Regions from separate parts of the Mus musculus genome. Here all the other regions are linked to region 2. The links are chromatin contacts, called in public Hi-C maps. All regions are on one chromosome and are shown on one strand. Each heading gives the region's core, a stretch centred on a gene start, on an enhancer-like site or on the middle of the called end of the contact. The rest is flanking DNA. Distances are from core to core; before and after follow the strand shown.

Region 1 (4,589 bases), core at 744-3,243, 360 kb after region 2:
ATGTGCATGTATGTGTAGATGGGTGGCATGTGCATATGTGTGCATCTGTGTACACATGTATGAATATGTATCTGCCTATGTACCTGTGTGTGTGTATGTGTGCTTGGGTGTGGTAAAACTTACATATCATTTTATCACACTAACCACACTTAAGTACACAATCAATGGCTTTAAGTGTTTTTTGCATTGTTATTCAACCATCACAGACATCCATCCTTTAGAACTGATCACATGTGGCATCATTATCAGTCAGATCTCTCACGCCCTGTCCACACTCAGAAGTCCTGTCTGAGACAATCAGAAGTAATACAAAGCAGACCTCAACTCAGAGAAAGCAACAGAGGCGGAGGGCTTACCTCACCGTGCCCTTCCACTGCCTTTACTGCTTGTCTTTAAAAGAATCTACTTTGAATATTCCCTAGCATCCATTTTAGACTGAAGAAAAGATCCAATGGTCCCTGGTGTTCCATATTCCCTAAGAATTCAGGAACAGACACCTTAGGCTGCCAGGGCTACAACCATGTGTAAAAGCAGAGACCCACTGTTAGCGCTTCTCCATGAGACATAAAAGCCACTCAGTTTGCTTAAATGATTAAGAAATTAAAGGTGAGCTATGGAGATGGCTCAGTTACTTTCCTCCCAAGCATGAGAATCTCAGTTTGATTCCTAGAATCCATGTGGAGGGGGTGGGGGTGGGGGAGGGGGAAAGGCAGGATGTGGTGGCAGGTGCTTATAACTCCAGCACTAGGAAGGCGCAGCGGGGACTGGCTACCTGTCACCCAGCCTACTACTGGAGTTCTAGCTGTGGAGAAACCCTGACTCAAAAATAAAACCAAGGATGGTGATGCCTGAGGAACAGCACTAGGGTTTATCCTCTGGTCCCTATGTGTGTATACTATACACACATGCATGAAAATAGGTTTACACGAGTGTAGACACCTGCATACACACACACACACACGTGCGTATCTGTGAGTGAGTACATACACCACACACTCACACAGAACCCAGTTTGGCATCATCTGCGTTAGCCATTTATTCTACAGAAAACAGTTGTCACTCTGAGTAACTGGGGAGAGAGATCTTCTCCAAAGATGCCACGTCTTTAATCCCAGCAGACAACAATCAGAGTGTCAGTGAGTTTGAGGCCAGCCTGGTCTACAAAGCGAGTTCTAGGACAACCAGGGCTGTTACATAGAAGAAAAACAAACCCTGTCTCAGGAAAAACAAAATCACAAAAAAGAGCAATGAGCCTTTCAGGGGTTCTTTGTGACACAGCCCATCAAGAGTGACACCTTCTGTCTGATATATTCATCTACATGTTTATTGAACACGTTCCTGTTTTCATTCACATTATTTTGATTAATGTATGAATGGGTGCAAGAATACAGTAGAAAAATCTAAGGTGACTGTGCCTTCCAATGAATGAAAATGAGACACCTCCTTACTGTATTTTATAACTAAAACACATCCTGTATTATTATTGTTGTTGTTATTATTATTATTATTATTATTATTATTGCAACATACTTCCTCTGACTTCAGCTTTGAAGTAATGATATAAAATTCATTTTATTTCTTTTCCAAGCCTGGCTCTTTCACACACAACATCAGACTTGTCATATCTGAGGAATTATTAAAATAAGATGGAGCCTGCTATTTCTGGGCAGAAAAGCCTCTTTGAGCCAGCGTCCTCAGGAGAGACTCGGTCTCCATCTCATTAGTCGATGCTGAGACATGTCCTAGTCTTCGAGTTCAAGGTGATGAAAGATTAGGGCGTTGGGCCTCATCTCATTCTGTATGCAGTGTGAGTCCTTCCCTGCCCGTGAACACGAAATTACATTGAACCTGGGGAGTCTAACTCCATTAATTTTAAATGGAAGATTAATTTAACAATATGCGGCAGGTATTTGTTACAGACCTATCATGTAAAAGTGACAGTTGGCAATAAATTGTACTGACTCACACTGGCCAGTGGCCCTGGCTCGAATAAATCAGGAGGTATTTCCACATAATTGCTGTTTTTTAAGACGGGAAATGGGTGATGTGTTTCTCTGATGAAAGACCAGGGCAAGCCCATTCAAAGAAACAGTGGCTGATGGGAAAGGCACGATTCAGCTCTGGAGGGAAATGCTTTTAATGAGTATTTCTACAATAACCAGGGACGAATAACAAATCCTGTACTGATGCAGAGCAATGTTTAAAAAAAAAACACTACAATAATTCTGTTGTTTGAAATTGTCATGGTATTTTTTTAATCAATTTCCTTGAGGTAACTACAGTAATAATACCCCAGAAATAACCAATTGCAAGTGATAAGGAGAGAATGTAAAGGGGAGGAGGGGGAAAAGGTATGGCTGCTGATAAGGGAGATAGATTCTGCCTTTTCTACAAGTCCCTGTAATAATGAATAGACATCAAAAACTTGTAAGGCTTGGGGGTAGGGAGGACAAAAGGGAAGGTGCAATTAAAGTGGACTGTTTCCAAAGACAAATGCACGAGGTTCTCTTTATTCTTCTTCTTCTTTTTCTTTTTCTTTTTCTTTTTCTTTTTCCTGCCATGTTGTAATTCTTAAAGCTCTCAAAGCAAATCCGAATCTTCAAGTAAATGACAGGAAAAAAGGAAAGGCCCACAATGCCTCAGAGCTTGACTGCTTGGAGGTAAGCCAGGCAAGAGAGAAGACACAAGGAGGCTAAGGGCACTTCTCAGGAGAGGCTACGTTTGGGAACAGCAACTGGCATGAGGGTCCCGCTGCCTTCTCCCTGCCCAAGGAAGAGTCCTTCTCATCTCTCATCTGCAAGCAGCTGCCTGTCCAGCACTCAGGGAAAGGGTGCTGAAGGGCCTGTGTCTGCACTAGAGCCCAACACAATTCTTTAAAAAGATGAGCAGGGTAAGGATGCTCGCCCTCCCTCCACGCACCCTCTCATTAACTCAAAGAATCGTTGGGATGTTGGCTCAAAGGCCTGCCTCTCAGAAGCATGGCTCATCTGGATGCCTGCTAGTTAGTAAGTAGTCTGAGGGGCAGAAGAAGTTAGGCGGCTCTTGAAATGTTACTTGACACACCCCCTGACTCAATTCTCCATCCCTTTTCCAAGAAATCCTTCCCCACAGGAGAAGGGCCAATCACCCCAGAGCACCTTCCAGCTGTAGCTCCTTCAGAGGGTCCAGGCTGCCCAAGTGGAACTGTCTTAACCCCCTAGGGTCTCTGATAAAGGTCTTCTCATCAAGCCACTGCTAATCTCATCCCATCATTTTGAAACGCAGACTACTGACTTACAACTGGCTGTTCCTTGAGACTGGTGAACGAGACCACTCCAAGTTCCCCATGCTGTAGTCTTAGTCTTGAGAGTTCTGCTCAGTCCTTCTAGGGTCCTCTTACTCACCCTTTAAAAGCTAAAACCAATTGCATATCCTCTGTGAAGAAGTCAATGCCTAGTTTAAGTGTTCCTGGGGAGAAGTCTGCCATACTCATTTTTCTGGAGCATTAGACCAACATAGCAGACATTGGTTACATTCATGATAACCAAGCTAGCTTAAAGAAGGTATTTCAAAGAACCATCATGATTAGGAAGAGGCGAGGACAGAGAACAACCTGATGTGCTTCTGTGTCTTTTTACAAATACATTGTGGAGTTTATATATTATTATATAGGGCTGACAAGTAAATTATAGTATATATTTGGGAATAAATGGTAATGACAGTAGGGTCAGGATGGGGAGAAGCCGAATTACTCGTCACTCCAGATAACCAGTGAGCTTCAGGTTCAGTGAGAGAGCCCATCCAGGCCAGCTAACATTGACCTCTGGCTGGACATGTGGCACAAAAGACACACACACACACACACACACACACACACACAGAGAGAGAGAGAGAGAGAGAGAGAGAGAGAGAGACAGAGAGAGAGAGAGAGGGAGAGAGAAACAGAGAGACAGATACAGAGAGACAGACACAGAGACAGACAGACAGACAGACAGACAGACAGACAGACAGACAGACAGGAAAATCTATTCTTTAAAGGGTCTTTGTTGCCAAGTTTACTTACAGAAATAAATTTAGAGTCACATAGGAAAACCAACCCAGAAACTTCAGTAGCTCAGGAGAAACAGTGATGGGCTACAAAGGTAGCCCAGTGGTAATGATCGTAAAGTCCTGACTTCGTGGGGGGGGGGGGTAAAAAAACGTACATGTGGTGGTGGAAGCTTGCCATTAGCTGCTCAACAACAGGCTTAAGCAGGAAAATGCAAAGTTCAAAGAGAGACAGAAAGAGATACAGAGACATTGCCTAGGCAATGCAGTGAAAAACTGCATCAAAATGGGAAGTAGACAGGAAAGCTGGGGATGTAGCTCAGCTGTACACATGTTTGGAATAGCCAAAGAGGGGCCGAGGGTATACCTCAGTAGTGTACGTGTCAGCCTACGATCTCCTGGTGAGAGGCTGGAGCTGTTTCATCACACAGTGGTTAGCACTTGACAGATCTCAGGTTCAATCCCCTCAAGTCAAAAGCTATGAGTTAGATTCAAAGAAAGGAAGGGGTGGGAACATATAGCCTATTAGCAGAAACTGCTCATGTCCAACAGGCCTTGAGTTC
Region 2 (4,491 bases), core at 925-3,424:
ATATGAGGTCTCATGTAGCCCAGGCTGGTCTTAAACTCACTATGTAGCCAAGGATGACCTTGGACTCTCCATCCTCTTGCCTCCATCTCCCCAGTGTTGTGATTACAGGCGTTTACCTCGGTCAGGTTTATCTAGTACTGGGGATGGGACCCATTTGCTTCATGTGAACGAGGCAAGCAGTTTACCAATGGAGCCATATTCCCAGCCCCTACATTTCCCAGTGTTCCGTGCTCCTAGCTGCTTCGCTAGAACAAATCACATCCCTCGTTATCCTGGACAAGCTGTATTGTATAGCAATTTGAATCTGTGAATTGTGTCCACTCTTGCTCTGGACTATCCTGAAACATCTGTAGTGCTCTTGCACCAAAGAAAGCCCATGGAAAGGACACACAGGAAGTACTGAAATTATGGCTATTCACATAACAGTTTCCACACTCAGAGCATAGACAAGAAACTCTTTCATCTATATAAAAAAAATTAAAAAATTAAAAAAAACTCTAACATGAAAAAAAGATATTCTCTGTTGACAGAATCCCATATGAGACAGATTTAGAAGACCTGAGAGGTGGTTTTGTTTGTTTGTTTGGAGTGTGTAAGCATACATATACATGCTTATGTGCATGATTGCATGTAAGATAGTGTGTGTGCACTTTCATATTCACCTGAATAGTGACCAGAGGATAACCTTAAATATAATTCCTTGGGTGCTGCCACCCTGTTTTTTTTTTTTTTTTTTTTTTTTTTGGTGACAGGATCTCTCACTGAACCTGGAGCTTGCCCATCAAGCTACAAGTGAGAGCAGAGCAAGGACTGTTAAGCTGTTTCTGCTTTCCAACGGTTGTCTAACGGTTTCTTTCCATCCTGGAACAAAAGCTCTTTAAGCAGAAGGGTAAACAGCTCAGAAATAGCTTCGGAAGTCCCTGAAACTGAGCAGTTTTCCTAGGCCCCGCCCTGCCAAAGTAAGTAATAAAAGCTGAGAGTCTTCAGAAATAAAGGATGCTGAGCTGCAAACAGGACTTTCAGCAGAGAAAAGCTGCAAAAGACAGCGAGTCACAGCACCTGCCTGGACAAAGCAGAAACCAGTCATTGCTGTCAGGCAGAGGTTTAGACCCAATGAGGCACTTGGAAAGGACACTATCTAAGCTGTTGAGCTGACTGCAGGCTGTGCACTGTGCAGGATCCCCCGTGCCCCCCCATCTAGGGTTAAGTAAGGTAAGATACGTGTGTTGCATCTCCCCACTAAAAGTTTTGTCACACAACACCATCTCTCTGGGCTTTTAAAATATGGGTTCTGTGGGTTGAACAGGGGTCTTCACATCTGCAAGACAAGCACATTAGCAACTAAACCATCTCTCCGACATGCTACCCTCTTTGCTAGAAAATGGGGTCTCACTGTGTATCTTTGGCTGGCCTGGCCTTGAACTCACAGAGATCAGCCTGCCTCTGCCTCCTAAGTATTGGTGTTAATGGTAAGCACTACCACGACCATCCCAACCTCTTCTATTTTTATTTTTTTAGATAAGACTTTATGTAAGCCAAATTATTCTCAAATTTTCCATATCGCCCAAGATGACCTTGAACTCCTGAGCCTCCTGTTTCCACTTTCTAGTGCTGTGAAGGCATGCCATGATTGGTTTATGCTGTGCTGCGGGCGGAATCCAGAGCTTCCTGTGTGCTAGGCTAGCACTGTACCAACTGAGGCCCATCCCAGCCCTGAAACCTGAGTTTCAATTCCAAACTGTGTGACCTTGGATGGGTCGCTTTAATCTCTCCAAACCTCCTATTATATAAGCGGAAGGGGCTGGGCTAGCTACATCTACATCCCTTCCAGCTCTAAAAATCCTGATCCTTAGTGCAAACACAGTCTGGGCTTGGCTGTTTTGTTTTGTTTTGCCGGTTGAACCCTCTGCACATCAGAGAGTAGGTGAAAGCCAGAGAAACAAGATCTTTGGGAAGCACGCAATCTGAAGAACCAGAAGGGATGTAATTAAAATCAGGGTTCTGTTCCCACAAACACACCCAAGGATCTTCCCATACAAACACCACAGTAATTAACTAACCTGCAAACCACACGGTTGCCACCCTCCAGGCCCTGCCGGGCTTAGCTAGCAGCCTGACTCAGGAATCCAGGCCGTCCTCACCCTCCCAGCCAGCGAGCCTGGCTCCTGACAGCATTCAAGCGTGGTTTGCCCGTGGCGTTGGTGAGACAGGAGCATTTCTCAAAGTCATGCAGGGGCATGAATACATTGCTGGAATTTTCAAAATCATTACACTGATGAGAAGACATGATGAGGAGCCAGCCTGCATCTGAATATCCTTGTATCTGCACTAAAGCCCTTTTTTCTCCTCCCTTTGGCCGCAAGAGGTTTACCAGAGTTGCTGCCAAATTGGTTTCTCAAGGAAGCTGGCTTTAGCAGGACCCTCTCCAGGGACGTGGGCCTCACTGTCTCAGTCCTCCAGGGCTGGGGCATTCCACTAGTTGGGCCAGTCCCTGGCACCATCTGACCAGAGTGGAGTCTATTTTCAACCTCCTCCTTTTTTTAACAACCTTATGTCATGCGTTCACCCAGACTGGCCTTGTGGCCCAGAAATTATATTTGTCCTGTCATCTGGCTAACCTGATAAACTTATAGTGCCCCGGCTGGGGTGCACAGGGCCAGCTGGGGACAGCTGAGGAGGTCTGCTTTAAGTCCCTAGATAACATCAGGGAGAGATGTCCTCAATCACACATTACAAATGAGGTCTGGGAGGACCTGCCTGGGAAAGATAATGTGTTCTCAGACATTTCTGGAGTCGATTCATTGGGCAGGCATCTTGGCTATCTGTATAATCTCAATGGCTTCACCCCTGGGGACCCGGCATTCTGCAGGCACCACGCATCTGATGATCTGAATTCAACAGCTGAAAACTGATGAGCAGGTCTACATAATCTGGCCAGTCGACAGACCAGCAGCTGCTGTCTTGCCTGGAAGTGTGTTCCGAGCACAGAGCTGGGGGCAGGTGAGATGGCTCAACACAGAAAGGTGCTTGCTGCCAAGTCTGATAACCTGAGTTTGATCCCTGGGACCAACAGGGGCAAGGAGAGAAATTACTTCCACAGGTTGTTTGTTCTTTTAAAAAAAATTTTTTTTTTTACTCCATGTGTGTTTTGCCTGTATTTATATGTATGTCTGTGTACCATGGGAACACAATGCCCATAAAAGGATTTGGGACAGCCATTAAGCGATGCTTGTAGTTTGCCATGTAGGCGCTGGGAACTGAACCTAGGCCCTCTGAAAGAGTAGCCGGGCTGGCGAGATGGCTCAGCGGGTAAGAGCACCGTCTGCTCTCCCAAAGGTCCTGAGTTCGAATCCCAGCAACCACATGGTGGCTCACAACACCCGTAATGAGATCTGATCACCCTCTTCTGGTGCATCTGAAGACAGCTACAGTGTATTTATGTATAATAATGAAAAATAAATCTTTGGGCCAGAGCAAGCAGGGCCAACCGGAACGAGCAGAGGTCCTAAAATTCAATTCCAAGCAACCACATGAAGGCTCACAACCATCTGTACAGCTACAATGTATTCATATACATAAAATAAATAAATAAATAAATAAATAAATATTTAAAGAGTAGCCAGTGCTCTCAACCACCACAAGTTGTCCTTAGACCTCCACTTGTACCTTGTGACTTGTGTGCTTCCCCCTCTCCCCGAAATAAATAATTATTAAGAAAAATGTTTAAAACAAGTACAGAGCCGGGCGTGGTGGCACGCGCCTTTAATCCTAGCACTCGGGAGGCAAAGGCAGGCGAATTTCTGAGTTCGAGGCCAGCCTGGTCTACAAAGTGAGTGCCAGGACAGCCAGGGCTACACAGAGAAACCCTGTCTCGAAAACCCAAAAAAAAAAAAAAAAAAAAAAAAAAAAAACAAGTACAGAGTTGGTTTGGGAAGATAGATCAACCTGTAATTGCAAATACAGGACCTGAGTTTGGTTCCCAGCAGTCACACACACAAAAAAATGCCAGATACGGTAATATATGTTTGTAATCCTGGTGCTAGGAAGTGGGGATGGCTTGCTGGCTTAACCTATTTAGTGAGCTCTAGGCCACTTAGAGACCCTGGGTAGCAGGGCCAGCAAGAACTGGGAGCATAAGTGCATGCCACATTTTGCTTGGTGACCTGAGTTCTAACCACGGAATACAGGATGGAAGGACAGAACCAGCTCCCTAAAGTTGTCCTCTGACCCCCATAGGAGTGCAGGGGCAGGCATGTGCATCCACACACTAGCAATATGAACTGAGTAAAAATGAAGGAAAACCAAGGTGGATGGCATATGAAGAACAGAGCCCAAGACTGTCTTCTAACCTGTATGCACACACACATATGCATGTGTAGTGTGTATTATATCTGTGTACATATATATAATATATTACATTTTATGCACATACATGTGTATATATGCATGCATATATATTACATTATATATACATATGTATATATGCACATA
Region 3 (5,022 bases), core at 319-2,818, 470 kb after region 2:
AATGTGGATTCTGATTCCTGAAGTGACACCCTTCTTTCAGGGTGATCACACTGACAACATAAATGACAGTAGAATGTTCAGGCTGTAACTGAACGTGGTGAAGGTGGTGGCTTCGGCTCTATTTCTGAAAGGGAGGTGGGGTGAGGATAGAGAGCATGGAGGGCAGGCACCGCAGCCTGCAGATCTTACTTCCAGCATCGCAACCCACACCCAGCCTGGTGTGAAGAGATGGCAGATGGGACGACGTCTGTTCTTTCAACTGCTAAAGCAAGACACGGAGCGTATCCTGCTTCTTCTGTAAGCATGAATATTCAGGCCCGCTGCGCAGAACCACCATCAGTGTGCTAACTGTATGATGCAGGGCCAGAGGAATCCTTAGCATTCTCCTTGGATTATAGTTCAAGACGAAGTTAGTGGGACCAGGTGAGGGTGCCTTTTGGGCCAAATTTAGGAAAGACTTGATATTCACTGAAACGATGCTGATTTTCATAATTCAACCAGAAATGCAGTCAGAGAAACGAGTCACAAGAAGACTGATTGGCCATGTTAAGAGGACAACGTTAAGAGCAGCTGAACTGAATGGGTGTTTATTGGCTATGGTTGGTAGCATGTGTTCTATCTTGCGTATTATAGTATCAAGCGTTACTTCAGAACACAATCAAGTGCCTGTAAGTACTAAAATACACAGTGCTATGCCATCTTGTGTAAATAGTTGTGGTTTGTAATTCTTCCTCATTTATACCATGAGAAGGAATACTAAACCCACAAAGGATAATTTTGTTATAAAAAATGCAATGAAGCAACCATCTCTCTGTCCTTGAATGAAAGATAGTGTAATAATCCCAGAGGTATATTTCGTCCATCCCCTCCCCTCCCCTAAGAACAAAGTGTAAGGACCAGAACACATATAATGCATCTGTATTTGCCAAACTGTGGAGTGTGGTGATTGCTGGCTTAAAAGCCAGATACAGCTACCAACCAAGTACAAGGAAAACACTACTGGAATGCCATCTCCCCTCACAGTGAAATAACAGAAACAGAAAAGCAAGTCACTGTGCACACTGAAGCTCTTTTGAGTACTTAGAAGAAATCAAATAATTCCATATGTAATCTGACTTCCAGCAATTATGGAATTGGGCTGGCAAGGGCAATCATGTGTCCCCCCTATCTCCTAAACGTGCTAAGTTCCCCACCGAGGCAGATGCCTCCTGATCCTTAAGGCCCAACAGGTTAAACCCTTTAGAAATAAGACAATCCTCAACGACAGGGCAGAAATCAGTGAGCTCGTTAGGGGCAAGAGGGATTCCTCGGGTGTCATTTTTTCACACTGTAATGAGGGTTTGTTATACGAGCGAACTGATGGCAAGAGGAGGCGCGCAGGTGGAAGTGGAGATGGACTTACGAAGTAGCCTGTCCCCAAGCTGGAAGGAGCTGAACTCTGTAAAGGAAGCACAGAGACAGAGCACAAAAGTCAGTGGCCATTTTTAGCATGTTCCCATCCACACAGCTCATTACCAACCCTTTGTGAGTTTTTCATCACACATCACATGCCCGAGTCCGAGACCCCTTGTCGTCTGCTGCTGATACACACACAGTATTGCTTGATTTTTCCCTTTATATCTCTCAGCGACTCAGAGATGCTAACGTGCTATTTACTAGATTCTGAGCTTCTGCGGTGGACGTAATTGCCAATTTATTTGACAGGCAGCTGGGTAATGAATTAATGATGGCATTTCGCCCTGCACTGAGACTAAACAGGCACGTGGCAGCCTGCCTCCCCGATTTCCTGACATTCAAGGCCCGGGTCTCAAGCTATTTGGTTTTGTGGCCGCAGAGAGGCAGGCAAGAGGAAAAAAAAGCCCAGACTGACTTGAAAATAAAAAGCCCAATGGGTTTGGATGACTTTTTGGTATATGACCTACTTGCTAGTTTATTCCCCAAAGGCTTTGGTTTAGCACACACTTGGCACTGTGCAAAAATTAGACATTTTGTAAACATAATTAGTTGACTAAAATGCAAAGAATCCGTGGGTGGAGGGAAGCAGTTTTTCTCTCAATAATATCAATTCAGACTGCCATAGCGCTCACACAGTGAACCAACTGAAAATCAATAATTCTGAACTGAACTCAGGGTATCAAGTACTGAGGGAAAAAAAGCCAAAGTATGAATACAAAATTCATCTGTATATCTTTCTATTACTATGTATGTATGTATGTATGTATGTATGCATGCCTACGTTAGTTTATGTGTACTATGTGTGTACAGGTGCCCTAGGGAGGCCACAGGGTAATGGATCCTCTAGAACGTGGGTTCAAGGCAATTGTGCTGAGGAAATGCTGGGAACCAAACTTGGGGGAAGAGTAAGAACTCACCCATCTCTCCAGTACCGCCCCCCCTCAATTTGAGTCAGGTTCTCATGAAATCTGTTTTCCCCCAATTCCAGAGGTATGCACCACTGCACTCCTTTATGTAGTGATCGAATAAAGGGCTTTCTGAATGCTAGGAACCACTCAACCAACTAAAGTATTTGCCCAACACTCTACCTAGTTTATGGACAAGGTCTCTGTAGTCTAGGCTAGCCTCAGACTCCCTTGATCCTCTTGGATCCCTCTCCCGAGTGTTGGGAAACCAGAAGTGTACCACAGCACCTGGTTTGAACATTGCTAGCACCTCAGACATGCTGGGCAAACATTCCACCAATGAAGCTGCAGCCCTAGCCCTGGATCAGTTTTGTTTATAGGCTTTCTCTAAAACTTGTCCTAAGAAATTGTTTAACGTTTTGTCGTCCTCTTTGTGAGCGGGGGGGGGGGGGGTGGGGTGGGGGTGGGGGGTGGGGGGGAAGGCACTGAACAAGCTGGAAATGAAAATAACCTGATGCAGAGTCAGTCTTTAAATTCTAGCTCAGCAGCTTTGTATTAGGGCTGACCACATCTTCATAGAAAAGCCTGATTGCCACCCTAATTCAACAGTTATTAACATCAGCTCATCCACTTACATAGCCAACCTGCTATTCTTTAGACAAAAGGCAGGAGGGGAACATGTGCCTATTCATCATGTCTTTCGCTCAAGATGCACTGCAGAAATGCAGGTTGAAGTGATGTCTAAATACATGGATCGTATGAGGGAGGAGAGGCTAAGGAGAATTTCACATCTTCGTAACCACAACAGGTATGATTTCTGCTGACTGTAAATTGAGGTGTTACTCTTCTTATCATTGTGACCAGCCACCTGAAGAAAATCAACTTAAAGAAGGGAGGACTTATTTTGGATCTCTGCTTGAGGATAAAGTTTGTCATAGTGAGGATGGCATGTCAGAAGGTCCTAATCACGCTGTGTGAGCAGTCAGTAATTGGTATCAAACAGGAAGTACAGGGAACCTATCAAACAGCAAGGCTCTACCTTCTAAAGGTTCCACAATTGCCTACAACTGCACTGCTAGACTTACACCAATGGTTCAAACACTGGGCCTAAGGGGGACATTTCACATTCAAACCTAGGAGAAAAGTAGACAACTTTCTGACCATCTCCACATCAAACAAAAATACCACCCTTCACAGCATTCCTACAGAAAAAAAAAATTCCTCATCTTGCTGTTTCCTACAAGCTCAGAGGGATAAAGCACGATGTAAGTTATGTTGGGTATGTGACATGTTTAATAAACCTCGCTAAACGGCTCAATAGCTCTGTGGACCGGAGTTCCGTTCCTACCTCCCACATCACGTGGTTCAAAAACCACCTGTAACTCAAGCTCCAGAGGATCCAATACACTTTCTGATGTTCTTATGTACCTGTATACACCCCCCCTCTCTCTCCCACCCACACACACACACACACACCACAAAACAAAACAACCGATAAACAACAAAAACCCTTATGTGTTCTTGATTCCGTAAGCAAGGAAAGGGAGAAAGAGAGCTTTCCATCCATCCACCGTAGTCATGGAGACTGCTTACAGCAGAGGCTGACCATGTGACAAATGCCACCTATTTTCTGCAACCCCAGCCCTTGTTACAGCAGGCAAAGGTGGAAGACAAGTTAGCTTTCTACCAGCCTGGAGTCCTGCGTCTAGGAAACGAACTCATTTTAGGATGAATGACAGAGAAGCAGGGGGATTTGTTCATTTCATTCACCCTGCTTGCTGAGAATGTTTCATCCCAGAAGGAGAAGGATCACTCCAAACCCAGCTTCCCACCCGCTCCGCGCCTATCATCGTATTGTATACCAAAGCAAATTACATCCTTGAGGTCTAAGCAAGCGCTGATATGCTCATTTTGCATATATATTGTGCATTACTTGGGGAGCGGGTGGAGAGGAGGGCTTTGTTGTGCATGTTTGCTCTGGCCATTGTTTATGCAGGTCTGACTGAATGAGGGAACAGTGGGTATCATTTCAATTTCTGATGTCAACATCAAATTACTTATTTAATTTCATGCCTGGTGAAGCATTGTATAGCTACACGCGGAATCATTTCAGTTCATTTGTTATGCTGTGCTTTTGCAGCGATTGGCTTGCCTTCCAACTGACAGCTTTAATTACGACATGAATTTGATTGCACTGCTGAGGAATTAACACAATGCAACAAAGCATTTAAGCACCCTGCCTTATCACCCAGCTTCCGCACACATGGGTACACATGCGCACTGATAGACACAGGAAACAAGAGATGCTAGAACCTCCTGTACACTAAAGGCATACTGGAATCTGCTTCACTCTGTAGAAGGCACATATGTAGGATCTTAGCATCAGAGGTTATCTACAATAGCCAAGGCACTGAGCATACCATTTCAATAATATTTTATCATTTGTTTGTTAATTTTTTACTTATAAATAACAGGGCCTTATGTATATCAAGTTGAACTGGAAATTGTTAGTGTAGCTGATTACCTTAAAAAAAAATTAAATCCTCTCTACATATGGAGAGCTATTTAGTGCCCGTACAGGGCAGAAAAAGAAATCAGATTTATTGTAGCTAGAATTACAGGTGGTTGTGAGCTACCCAAAGTAGGAGCTGGGAACTTAACT

The links. Hi-C and Micro-C count contacts between places; a contact is called where the count stands out from the background.
Region 1: a Hi-C map of the N1E-115 cell line shows a contact between it and region 2, with 4 times the contacts expected there. The contact joins two enhancer-like sites. A contact is called at or near these places in 3 of 484 Hi-C or Micro-C datasets (the N1E-115 cell line, nephron progenitors and uterus) and 2 of 115 datasets of contacts at active chromatin or transcription factors (embryonic basal ganglia and embryonic stem cells).
Region 3: a contact with region 2 is called in a Hi-C map of the N1E-115 cell line, with 2.0 times the contacts expected there. The contact joins two enhancer-like sites. A contact is called at or near these places in 1 of 484 Hi-C or Micro-C datasets (the N1E-115 cell line), 4 of 115 datasets of contacts at active chromatin or transcription factors (embryonic basal ganglia, embryonic forebrain, embryonic stem cells and 1 more) and 1 of 9 other capture datasets (embryonic tail).

What each region holds. Positions count from the first base shown.
Region 1 is chr5:131,915,183-131,919,771 of GRCm38.p6, forward strand. All of the region lies in intron 4 of Auts2 (autism susceptibility candidate 2), which reads right to left. Among named protein-coding and RNA genes, the nearest start is that of 4930563F08Rik, 37 kb to the left of the region's middle. Within about 2 kb of position 1,994, at least 11 of the 459 cell types and tissues checked have an H3K27ac peak or open chromatin away from gene starts, as enhancers often do. A contact at or near this core is called in the N1E-115 cell line, where this site is marked.
Region 2 is chr5:131,556,042-131,560,532 of GRCm38.p6, forward strand. All of the region lies in intron 5 of Auts2 (autism susceptibility candidate 2), which reads right to left. Among named protein-coding and RNA genes, the nearest start is that of Gm29681, 140 kb to the left of the region's middle. Within about 2 kb of position 2,175, at least 39 of the 459 cell types and tissues checked have an H3K27ac peak or open chromatin away from gene starts, as enhancers often do. A contact at or near this core is called in the N1E-115 cell line, where this site is marked.
Region 3 is chr5:132,029,588-132,034,609 of GRCm38.p6, forward strand. Auts2 (autism susceptibility candidate 2) reads right to left here. Exons shown (of 20, transcript NM_001363480.1): 4 at 1,403-1,438. Among named protein-coding and RNA genes, the nearest start is that of 4930563F08Rik, 150 kb to the left of the region's middle. Within about 2 kb of position 1,569, at least 7 of the 459 cell types and tissues checked have an H3K27ac peak or open chromatin away from gene starts, as enhancers often do. A contact at or near this core is called in the N1E-115 cell line, where this site is marked.